Linked DNA regions of Mus musculus: all the other regions are linked to region 1. Evidence: chromatin contacts called from public Hi-C and promoter capture Hi-C data. All regions are on one chromosome and are shown on one strand. The core of a region is the stretch at or near the end of the contact, and the rest is flanking DNA. Distances in the headings are between cores, read along the strand shown. Region 1 overlaps Rasal1 (RAS protein activator like 1 (GAP1 like)). Region 2 overlaps Sdsl (serine dehydratase-like). Region 3 overlaps Tpcn1 (two pore channel 1).

The links. A called contact is a pair of places that touch in the nucleus more often than the background predicts. Capture Hi-C pulls out chosen DNA fragments and counts their contacts.
Region 2: a contact with region 1 is called in a promoter capture Hi-C map of pancreatic islet. The contact joins two enhancer-like sites. A contact is called at or near these places in 1 of 484 Hi-C or Micro-C datasets (bone marrow-derived macrophages), 1 of 115 datasets of contacts at active chromatin or transcription factors (pancreatic cancer cells) and 3 of 9 other capture datasets (adipose tissue, liver and pancreatic islet).
Region 3: a contact with region 1 is called in a Hi-C map of brain, with 2.4 times the contacts expected there. The contact joins two enhancer-like sites. A contact is called at or near these places in 3 of 484 Hi-C or Micro-C datasets (brain, cerebellum and nephron progenitors) and 2 of 9 other capture datasets (adipose tissue and pancreatic islet).

Annotation. Positions count from the first base shown.
Region 1 is chr5:120,678,272-120,681,568 of GRCm38.p6, forward strand. It overlaps Rasal1 (RAS protein activator like 1 (GAP1 like)), which reads left to right. Exons shown (of 22, transcript NM_001359144.1): 21 at 352-422; 22 at 651-1,326. The coding sequence ends at 757. Dtx1 (deltex 1, E3 ubiquitin ligase) reads right to left here. Exons shown (of 10, transcript NM_008052.3): 10 at 1,993-3,201. The coding sequence ends at 2,977. Among named protein-coding and RNA genes, the nearest start is that of Rasal1, 31 kb to the left of the region's middle. Within about 2 kb of position 1,615, at least 149 of the 459 cell types and tissues checked have an H3K27ac peak or open chromatin away from gene starts, as enhancers often do. A contact at or near this core is called in brain, cerebellum and pancreatic islet, where this site is marked.
Region 2 is chr5:120,465,458-120,468,754 of GRCm38.p6, forward strand. Sdsl (serine dehydratase-like) reads right to left here. Exons shown (of 9, transcript NM_001384254.1): 2 at 1,817-2,041. Among named protein-coding and RNA genes, the nearest start is that of Sdsl, 5.7 kb to the right of the region's middle. Within about 2 kb of position 1,819, at least 72 of the 459 cell types and tissues checked have an H3K27ac peak or open chromatin away from gene starts, as enhancers often do. A contact at or near this core is called in pancreatic islet, where this site is marked.
Region 3 is chr5:120,534,664-120,537,960 of GRCm38.p6, forward strand. Tpcn1 (two pore channel 1) reads right to left here. Exons shown (of 28, transcript NM_145853.2): 26 at 3,149-3,288; 27 at 2,898-2,978; 28 at 1-1,561. The coding sequence ends at 1,445. Among named protein-coding and RNA genes, the nearest start is that of Slc8b1, 25 kb to the left of the region's middle. Within about 2 kb of position 1,603, at least 27 of the 459 cell types and tissues checked have an H3K27ac peak or open chromatin away from gene starts, as enhancers often do. A contact at or near this core is called in brain and cerebellum, where this site is marked.

The DNA.
Region 1 (3,297 bases), core at 365-2,864:
GTATGCTGTGTGACAGTAGGTAAGTTCTTTGATCTCTCTGTGTGTCAGTGGTTTATCTGAACAGGATTATTGGTACCTCATGTAAGCTGGCTGTATAAGTAAATGAATTTATGCACGTACAAGGCTTCTCGGTGTAGTGTCTGCTACTCTAGAAAGGTTTGTAGTGACTGAGTGGTGAAGGTTGTGATGATGGTGGTGGTGGTGATGATGATGATGGTAGTGATGGTGATAATGATGACAATTGTAACCATGGTGATGACGAGATTTCTCCTACAAGCAGCAGAGAATCTTGGGTAGGAGCAGCATTGAGCCTCAGAAACCAGCCTTGTCCCTTTTCCTATCAACTCTCAGGCTGAAACTGCTGGAGGATTCCAGCCTGGACACAGAAGTGGACCCTGGGAGGGACTCCAGTGCCACAGACGGTAAGGGAGAAGAGTTCCATTCTTGTCCCTTACAGATGCATGCCCCGGTTTGCCAAGCACACCTGCTCTTGCATGCCCTCTTGTTTCCAGTTCACCAATGGGACAGTATCCTGGTGAATTTGGGGATTCTTCCTGCATGGGGGGAAAAAACCCTACAGCATCAGGAGGTGGAATCTGTAACAACCACCAGAAGCCTGATGAACCCTGTGGCCTTTTCTTTCCCTCCAGGGCCCTGTGCTGAGGTTCTGGCCCAGCAGAGAGCAGCCACAACCCACCTGCTGCAGGTACTTGAAGACTTGGAGCAAGCCCACGAGGAGTTCCAGAAACGGGGATAGGAGCAAGTGGCCCTCTAGGATGCTGGATGCTGAGAAAGTGCCAGAGCCAGCTGGGGACAGAGCCATGGGGCCTCCCTGAGCATTCTTTGGCCCAGGCATCTTCTTGAGGCCCCCTTCTTCACTGCTTGGGGCCTCCCAGACAAAGCCTGGTCCTGTGTGCTCTGTAGCCAGCCAGGGCATAGGAGCCTTTGGTAGGGCCCAGTCTTGTACTGACCAAACCTCACTTTCTTCTCTGAGCCTGGAGTCTCAGCTTCACTGGACACAGCCCTTCCAATACCCGTGGCGCCCATCTCACCCCAAGCTGCTGGATACAGCTGTACCTGAACGCCAACCCTGGCGGACTCAGAAAAGCATTCAATAGGCTTGGCCAGGAACTTCCTGTTTTCCACTTCTGCTAGCCACTGTGACCTCACAGATCCTTCTGTATTCCACTCTCATCTGGCAGCCCCAACCAGGTGTTCTCAGAAGAACGGACTGGGGGCCCAGCATGCCAATTCAGAGCCTCGAAGCCGGACACAGGCTCTTCCTCTCTCTTATACCCTGTATAAAGTGATGCGTGAGCATGCTTAGCCGTGACGTGTTAAAATCGGGGTACCCTAGGGCTCAGTCAGAAGCTCCTTGGCTAGAAACAGAGGTTCCCAGACCCTGCCCTAGCCACTGAATGCATCTGACGGTCTGGGGGGGCATCTGAATTCTGGGGCTCAATGGTTCTGTGAGTGTGAGGTATGATTTGAGAGTGACCCACAGCGGAGGAAGTCGGCTGGCGGAGCCTGTGAATTCTGAGTTTGCCTAAGACAGAAAGGCAGGGTGTGGCGCTATCCCATGTGTGACCAGCAAGGGTCGCCTGGAACTGGGGCATCTCCCACAGGCTTGGGTCCACTTGAGCTGCCAGAGCCTCTTCCCCTGCTCCTTGCTCCAGGGTAGGGTGGCCTCGGTGAGCTGATATGGTGTCTCCCAGGTCTTCCTCATTCTCCTGGAGGGCTGCACGCAAGAGAATCCTGTCTACTTCTCTTGATGCTGCATGACTGGGCAGTTACAAGACCCATGCACTGCTCCCCCACCCCACCCCACCCCCACCCCCGCCCCACCGTGGTCCTCCGTTTGCTATTGTCTTCCCGGTGTTCCAGAGGAGCACAGTCACCCAGCACCCTCTCTTGGCAGAAAAAGGCCTGACAAGGAGAAAGACCATTTATTTCTCCACCCACAGTGGGACTGGTAGATTTTTTTTTTTTTTCCAAAAGAGCAATTGCTGGCGTCCCTTTAAAGCTTGGCTGACTTCCATCCCAGCAGCCAATCCTCAGAGGCGGAGCTGGTGAGTTGCCTGGGCAACGGGCCTCTGGTTGGCCTGAGACGATCAGCCGCCCACCGCCCACTTTCAAGCAGGGAGAAGTTTAACGCTTTGCTGCCTGCTCAGCTTGATGCGTGTATAGCCTGAACAAGGCCTCCTCCCCTCGCTCCTGAAGCCAGAAGTGGGTCTCAAATGTCCGGAGCGGTTTAGTGGGGGAGAAGCCGGTACAGAGGCAAGGACGATGTCTTTGCCTGGGATAGACAGAGGTCAAGAGATGGACACAGGAAGAAGAAGAAGTCAGGGTCCCGGGAAAGATAGACACAAGCACAAAGTTAAGATAGCCTCGTCCCCAGTGGCCTGCGAAAAGCTACTTAATAACCTGGGGTTTCTACCCCATTGGCTTTGCAGTGCTCAGTGGGCAGGTGGCAGCGCTGACGTGGGTTAAGGGGTTGAGGCCCAGGGGCAGAGCGACCCCTTGAAGCCTTACAGAGTCCCCCCCACTATCCCGTGCTTGACTCAAGTCCTGGGAAAGGGACGAGCCTATACAGATGTAATGGAGACACAGGTATTTCCACAGGACATGTCATGGGGGCCTTTCTGTCTCTTTCTCCCCAAGCTGGGAGAAGTGGAGAGGCACGTGGTGTACGTGCGTGAGTGCGTGCGTGCAACAGGACACGTGTGCGTTTGTGTGTGGTGTGAAGGGCAAAGCGCCATCGTTTTCCATAGGGAAGTCGCCCTTGCTGGTGGTCCTATCTCTGCTGCTCTTGCCGGAAGCCACAGGTTGGAGCCAGCTGGCCTGGTGGACTCCCATCACCCCCCCCACAGCCACCAGCCAGATCCCCTTAGCGCTTCTGGCTCCTCCCGCCGAGAGCGGAGGGAGGCATGTGCCAGGCTAGAGGCAAGGCAAAAGGGAAGGCGGGCAACTCAGGCCTCAGGCCTTGGCCATGGCCTCAGAAACCCCCTGGGCGGTGAGCTCAGCCAGCACGTTGTCTAGGTAGCTGGCGTCGGGGTAGCCGTGACCAGTGAGGTTGGAACCAAACTCCGTCTTGTGGTGAATCTCGTTCCACACCACGGTGTCCGACTCGCCCGTGGTGTTGGATGTTCCGATAGTGAAGATGAGTCTGCGTTCCCAGGCGGTGATGAGCAATCTCAGCACCTTGGGGGGGGGGGGATAGGGGGATGGGAGTGAATGTAACGGGCAGTCTGATCCTTATGCCTGTTACATTACACCATCCATTCACTACATAAAATT
Region 2 (3,297 bases), core at 569-3,068, 210 kb before region 1:
CTGGCTAGTTTTTATGTCACTTGGCACAAGCTAGAGTCATTTTTGAAGAGGGACCCGCAACTGAGAAGATGATCCTACAAGATGGGAAAACCCATGGTGCATTTTCTTCATAGGTGATTGATATGCGATGGTGCAGCCCACTGTTGGCGGTTCCATCCTTAGGCTGGTGGTCCTGGGTTCTATTTCTATTTTTTATTAAAGAATTGTGTGTGTTCACATACGCAAGTGCGTGTGTGTGTGTGTGTGTGTGTGTGTGTGTACACTGTAGCTGCCTTCAGACACACCAGAAGAGGGCATCGGATCCCATTACAGATGGTTCACAACCATCTCTAATCCTAGTCTCATAAGATCAGATGACCTTTTCTGGTGTACATATAGATGTATATACAAAATAAAGCATCCACATACATAAAATAAATCTTTCTTTTTTTAAAGTCTCCTTTGGGTATGAAGTCAGGAGCGACCTCTTGGGCCAGAAAGATAAGAACGAGCTAATTATGAACTACGCCACACACTGGTCAGCTCTGGGCAGCACAGGTTCCTTAAGAGGATTAAGTCCAACCATGAAAAGGAGGTGTCTGCCCACTGTACCCTGCATGACTTGATAAGGGCTAACTGTTGTATGGGGCTGGCAGGAAACTGGGCACGATGCCCAGCTCCTTCCTTCTTATCTCAGAAGGCTCCGAGAAATCCTGACAGAGGCCTGTATTTAACTCCATTTTGTAACTGGTGACTCAGAGGGGTTGGTACACAAGGCCACAGGCTCAAAGTTCCAGCGCTTCCACACTGTATGGCATCTTTTGTTTTGTTTTGTTTTGTTTTGTTTTTTATTTTGTTTTTGTTTTTGTTTTTCAAGACAGGGTTTCTCTGTGTAGCCCTGGTTGTCTTGGAACTCACTCTGTAGACCAGGCTGGCCTCGAACTCAGAAATCCACCTGCCTCTGCCTTCCAAGTGCTGGGATTAAAGGCGTGCGCCACCACTGCCCAGCCACTGTGTGGCATCTTATCTACTGGACTGTTGATATCTTCTTCTTCCTCTCCCTCCTCCTTATCACCATCATTATCATCATCATCATCATCATTCATTCATTCATTCATTCATTCAAAATGAGACTATTTGGTACCATTGGCAATTATCCATAAGAGTCGCACACCTTCAATCCCAGGACTCGGGAGGCAGAGGCAGACAGTTCTGTGAGTTCGAGGCCAGCCTGGTCTATAGAGTGAGTTCCATGACAGCCACACAGAGAAACCCTCCCCTGAACAAACAAAAGCAGCAAGGGAAAACTGCTGAGACGCTTGGCTCTGTCCCCAGGCCTCTCTGCTCCTCCTGAGGGGCCGCTTCACCACTGTCAGGGTGGGGGACTCAGCTGAGCCAAGACCCAGGGACCCCACCTCTCACCACTGAGGCAGGTGCTAGAGCTGAGCAGTGAGGACCCAAGTTCAGCTCTCCAGCACCCACATAAAAGGGCTTGAACAGCTGGGGCCCTGCGACTTTCTTACTGGAATCCACTTGTAAGGATTCTCATCTGGTCCAGACCTTACTCCGACTCCAACAGTCCAGGGGTCCTTTCCCCATGGGCCATCTAGTGGCACACAGCAGCTAAGTCAGGAAAAAAAAAAACTAGAAAGCCAAGCTAACTGACCGCCCCTCCAGCAAGCACACCCTGCTAACTACTCTCAGGGACTGCAGGGCCTGCCTTCTGTGAGGTGACAAGATAGGGCAGATGCTACTAGACTGGTAACCACACTCACACCACTCACTGCCCAACACACTGCCCCACGGTCCCCAGCCACTCCCACAATGCCTCCCTTACCTTCCTGAAGGACAGCCCAGCCAGGACCAACCTGGACGCACTGGCTACCAGATCAGCTTCCGGCTACCAGGGCCTGGCCCCTCCTCCTTGTTAAAGGGACAGCTCCTGATTCTGGGGTCCTGGTGAGAACTCACAACAAAAAATGACCAAGATGAACCCGTGGGGGTATTCAATCCTCTCTGTCTTCCTTACGCAGCTCATGGCTCATGAACGACCTGGGCTCATCTGGCAAGTGTGGAAATGGAGGTTCAAAAAACATACATTAGCAGGGGCTGGCAAGCAAGAGGTAGAGTGTACCCCTCATCTTGGACTCCTTCAATAACATAGGCACACCCCAGATCTGACTTTGGGTTCAGAGTTGTTGCTGGGTCAGGCCACTTTGCCCTGGTTCACACTGGGGTCAGCTTATGTTTGAGACAAGATAATAAAGATGCAGGCCAGGCATGGTAGCACATATCTTTAATGCCAGTACTTGGGAGGTAGAGGCAAGTGGGTCTCTGTGAGTTCAAGGCCAAGCTGGTATATACAGCAAGTTCCAGGACAGTTTGGGGCTGCATAGAGAGACCCTGTCGAAAGAAAGAAAGAAAGAAAGAAAGAAAGAAAGAAAGAAAGAAAGAAAGAAAGAAAGAAAGGAAGGAAGGAAGGAAGGAAGGAAGGAAGGAAGGAAGGAAGGAAGGAAGGAAGGAAGAGGAGGAGGGAAGGGGAGAGAGGAAGGAAGGAAGGAAGGAAGGAAGAAGAGAGAAGGGAGGGAGGGAGGAAGGAAGGAAGGAAGGAAGGGAGGGAGGAAGGAAGGAAGGGAGGGAGGGAGGAAGAAAGGAAAGGAGGAAAGAAGGAAGGGAGGGAGGAAGAAAGGAAAGGAGGAAAGAAGGAAGGAAGAAGAGAGAAGGGAGGGAGGGAGGAAGGAAGAAAGGAAAGAAGGAAGGGAGGAAAGAAGGAAAAAAGGAAGCAGGGAAGGAAGGAAGGAAGGAAGGAAGGAAGGAAGGAAGGAAGGAAGGAAGGAAAGAAGACAGAAAGGAGACAGGATGAGCCTAGCCAGCAGTTGTCCCGTTCTCCAGTCTGAATAGGAAGAGTGACTCTCACATCATGTTCCCGTCCCTAACATTTCACAGTCAGCAGAGGAAGCCTGGGTGTTATTTACTGTTCAGAGCAACGGCTGCTCACACCTTCCTGCACTCAATAAATAAATATTTACCAGACACCTATCACCTGCCAAGTCCCAAGACCTTTAACCTCAAACAAGATAGTGTGTCCCTTGCCTTCCCACAGGCCTCGGTACGCCCTTGCTGTAGGAGGTGGGAGCCGGTGGGAGGTTGGGGTGGATATTGTCAGGCAATGGAAAGCCATGCTGAGTTCTAGGGTCACAGAAGGACTGAGGAGAGTCTGAGGAGATGGCATGTGTGAAAACCCCAGTATGGCTCTCCAGCACCCATGTGACAGGGCCAGATGAGGTAATGTGTCTATAATCCCAGCACTACTGGAGT
Region 3 (3,297 bases), core at 353-2,852, 140 kb before region 1:
GCACCTGGCTGGTATGTGCTAGACCCAGGGGTTTTAGTACCTCTACATGGGGCCCAAGACCAGTCCCTTCCACCTGAGCCTGCTCCCCTAGGCTGAGGGTACCTGGGGTAGAGGAAGGGGCCTAGAACCAGGCAGTTGCTCAGAGCCTCCCCCCCCCCACCGCCCTCTTTATAGGCCTCCCCTCTTTCTGCTTCCAAAATGCCCCTCACACACAAAGAAGCTAAGGCAACCGGCTATGGAAATGAAACTGCTTCTCAGGGTTGGGAACTGGAGTCCAAGTGGAGGCCAAGAGCTCTTTGAAGTGGAAGGGACTTGGCCAGTCTCCTGACTCTCTGTGGAAACCAGAGGTTTTTCCTGGGGGATAGTGTATGTATTGGGGGGGGGGGGGCAACTGTGCTTTATTTAAAGTAAAAACATCCGCTTTCCAGCTTGACCCCTGGTTCTGCGGCTGGGAGAACAGGAGGGGGGGGCTGTGCCTGCCCACTCCAACTCCCAAGCAACAGCAGGTTTGGAAGGCCAGGTTAGCCTGGAGGGAGTGCGCAGGGGTGGGGGGGTGGGGGTGCTAGGCAACTTCGGGCCCTGCCCACCTTCAGCCCCTTGTGGACAACACAGCAGGGCTCCATCGCTCTGCCACCATATACTATGGTGGCCTCAAAAGAACTCCCACAAGTCACCTGACCTGACTCGCCACCCCTACCCACCTAGCTTATGAGAATCTTGGAGGAGGCAGTGTGAAAGTGTGGTTGGTGAGGGGGGCTGCCTTCAGCACCAGTTCAAATGAACTCCCCTGAGCAAGTCAAATTCCCAGGGCCTCTGGTTGGCTTTCTCCTGCATGGAGGGATCCTGCCGGGGGTGGGGGTGGGGGTTCCCGGGGGTGGGGGTGGGGGAGTTGTGGTAGGGTTCCAGCAACAAGAAAGGACTGGGAGCCTGAGAGAGTAAGCTCTTCTGTCTCCCTCAAGGGAACCTTCTAACACTTTTGTCATTGATAGATGTCATCCTGCAGGGTGTGGGGTTTCTTCCTAGTGGTTTTGATCCTCATACCAGACACAGACACCTGTGTTGGCTGGGGTTCAGGTAGGGACGAAGCTGGAGGCCGCAGTAGGGAGGCGGTCAAGCTCCCCCCATCCCTCCCCGGGGAAAGCCGGCATTGCTGAGACGAGATAGCCTATTTAAGGGGCTTCTTGAGCAGAGGGCTTCCAGAGTTTTCCATGGTAGGACGAGAGCTCCGCCAGGCCTGGGCCTCCAGCCTAAGCTGGTTATTTCTGGAGCTCAGGAAGACAGAGCGAGGTGGCTGGAACGGACCCTGGCTATAGTCTCTTTTCTGTCTCTGTGTAAATATGTGCATATATATGAGTGTGTCTACATACACACATGGTTCCCATACGTCCTAGTACATAATACTATGGTGTTATTGCATAGAAGAGGCTGGCTTGACGAAACCCAGCTAGGTGACAGTCTGGGAGCGCTGGCGACTGCCAGGGGGCTGCTGGGCTGCAGGGCCGGGCACGCTGCCCCTGAGCTTCTGCTGCTCCTGTTCCCGGGCATGCTCCTCGTACCACTCCTAGGGAAGAGGCGGGCGCTGCTGAGGGTGGTTCGCTCGCTTGCCAACTCTCCAGCTCTCCCAGCCAGTGTGAGGGACACACAGGTGGGGGGGGAAGGGAGGGAGAGCGGAAGAACCTCTGCTTGGGGGGGAGGGGAGCAGCAGAGGCAGAGCCAGGCCTACCCACTGAGGTCACCACCCAAACACAAACCTGGGGATACAGACAATGGCCACCAATAGAGGAAAAAGCTACAAAAACCGGTTAGAGGCCTGAGCCAGGCCACACACAGGCTCTGGAGGAGGCCAGGTCCCAGGCTCAGACACTGCTGCTGCCCTTCGATGGGTCACATCAGAAACTCATAGGCTCTTAACCTCCCAGCTTCCCCAGAAAGCCACCTACTTCCAGGGTCTGGGGCACTCTGGTAGGGCGAGCGTTAAACAGCTCCCCCATATTTAAAGAAACAAAACCCAAGCCACAGACCAGACTGTGAGAGCTTAAAGAATTCTCCAGAGACAGCCCAATGCTCTGCCCTCATTAGCGGGGGGGGGGGGGGAACTGACACCAGAGAGGCTGGGCAGGTTGGGAGAGGATGCAGGTGGCCTGGCCTCTAGGTGCCCAAGTGCTCCTGGGCAGTTGCCACCACTGCTCTGCCAGGCACAGACTGTTGTGTCACTTGGGGGGTGGAGGTGGGGTCTATCAGTGACACAAGGCTCAGTGGCCTCCACATATATAAGGGAGCCAACTGAAACGTCTTGTGATAATGAAGCTGCCGCAGAGGAAATCCCAGAGACCCCAGAGAAGCAGGGCTCATGCCTTGGGGTTCTGCTGGAAAGACTTAGTGGCGACCCACGTGGTGCTTACACTTTTAACAGCTGCTGGTATGGGAAGACTGGGAGGTGGTGGAGGGGAAGGAAGGAAGGAAGGAAGGAAGGAAGGAAGGAAGGAAGGAAGGAAGGAAGAAAGGAAGGAAGGAAGGAAGGAAGGAAGGAAGGAAGGAAGGAAGGAAATTGACCTTATCCTTCTTAAAATCAAAAGGCCCCAAGTCAAAACTCTGAGCTTAATCCCATCAGGCAACAGGGGCAGGAAGAGGCAGCAGGTCTTGCAGGGGCCCTGGTCTCTCTCCTCCTGTCACTCAAATCTCTAGAAAGATCCACTGGGGGCACTGGGCACCCTCAAGGGGCAGCATGGCCATGCAGTGGACAGGATGGAAGAGCGGCCACCCAGGAATGCGGCAAAGTATCAAAAGATGCATCAGCATGGGGGCTGCCAAGGGCCTCGGTCCTTAGCTCCATGGAGGACATGGGACCTTTCCGAGCCCTCCACCAGAAGGGGGCCTCCCAGGGCACCAGCCCCTACCTGGATCTCCTCCTGGTACATCTTCAGACTCAGGTCACTTTTGGTTCTCGATCGCCGTCCCAGAAACACCATGGAATTTTGCTAGGGAGGAATGGAGGCTATGGAGTGTGTGTGTGTGTGGCATGGACTCACCTAGGGGTGGGCCACGGAGGCTGCTGCTCCTATCCTATTGACGTTTCTGCGTGGGTGCCACCGGCTTGAAGTGGCAGGCCCCGCCCCCTCCGCAATCTGCAGAGCCTGTGGCCCCTTACCTGGTATTTCTCCATCTGAGAGAGGGTGTCCAGCAGCCGGGTCACGTCAGAGGAGGTGCCTCGCTCCTCACGATAAAGCTCCAGGACGGCCATAAGCTCCTCCTTGGACATTTCCTTCTCGATGACGATGCCACTGTCCACTGAGGGTG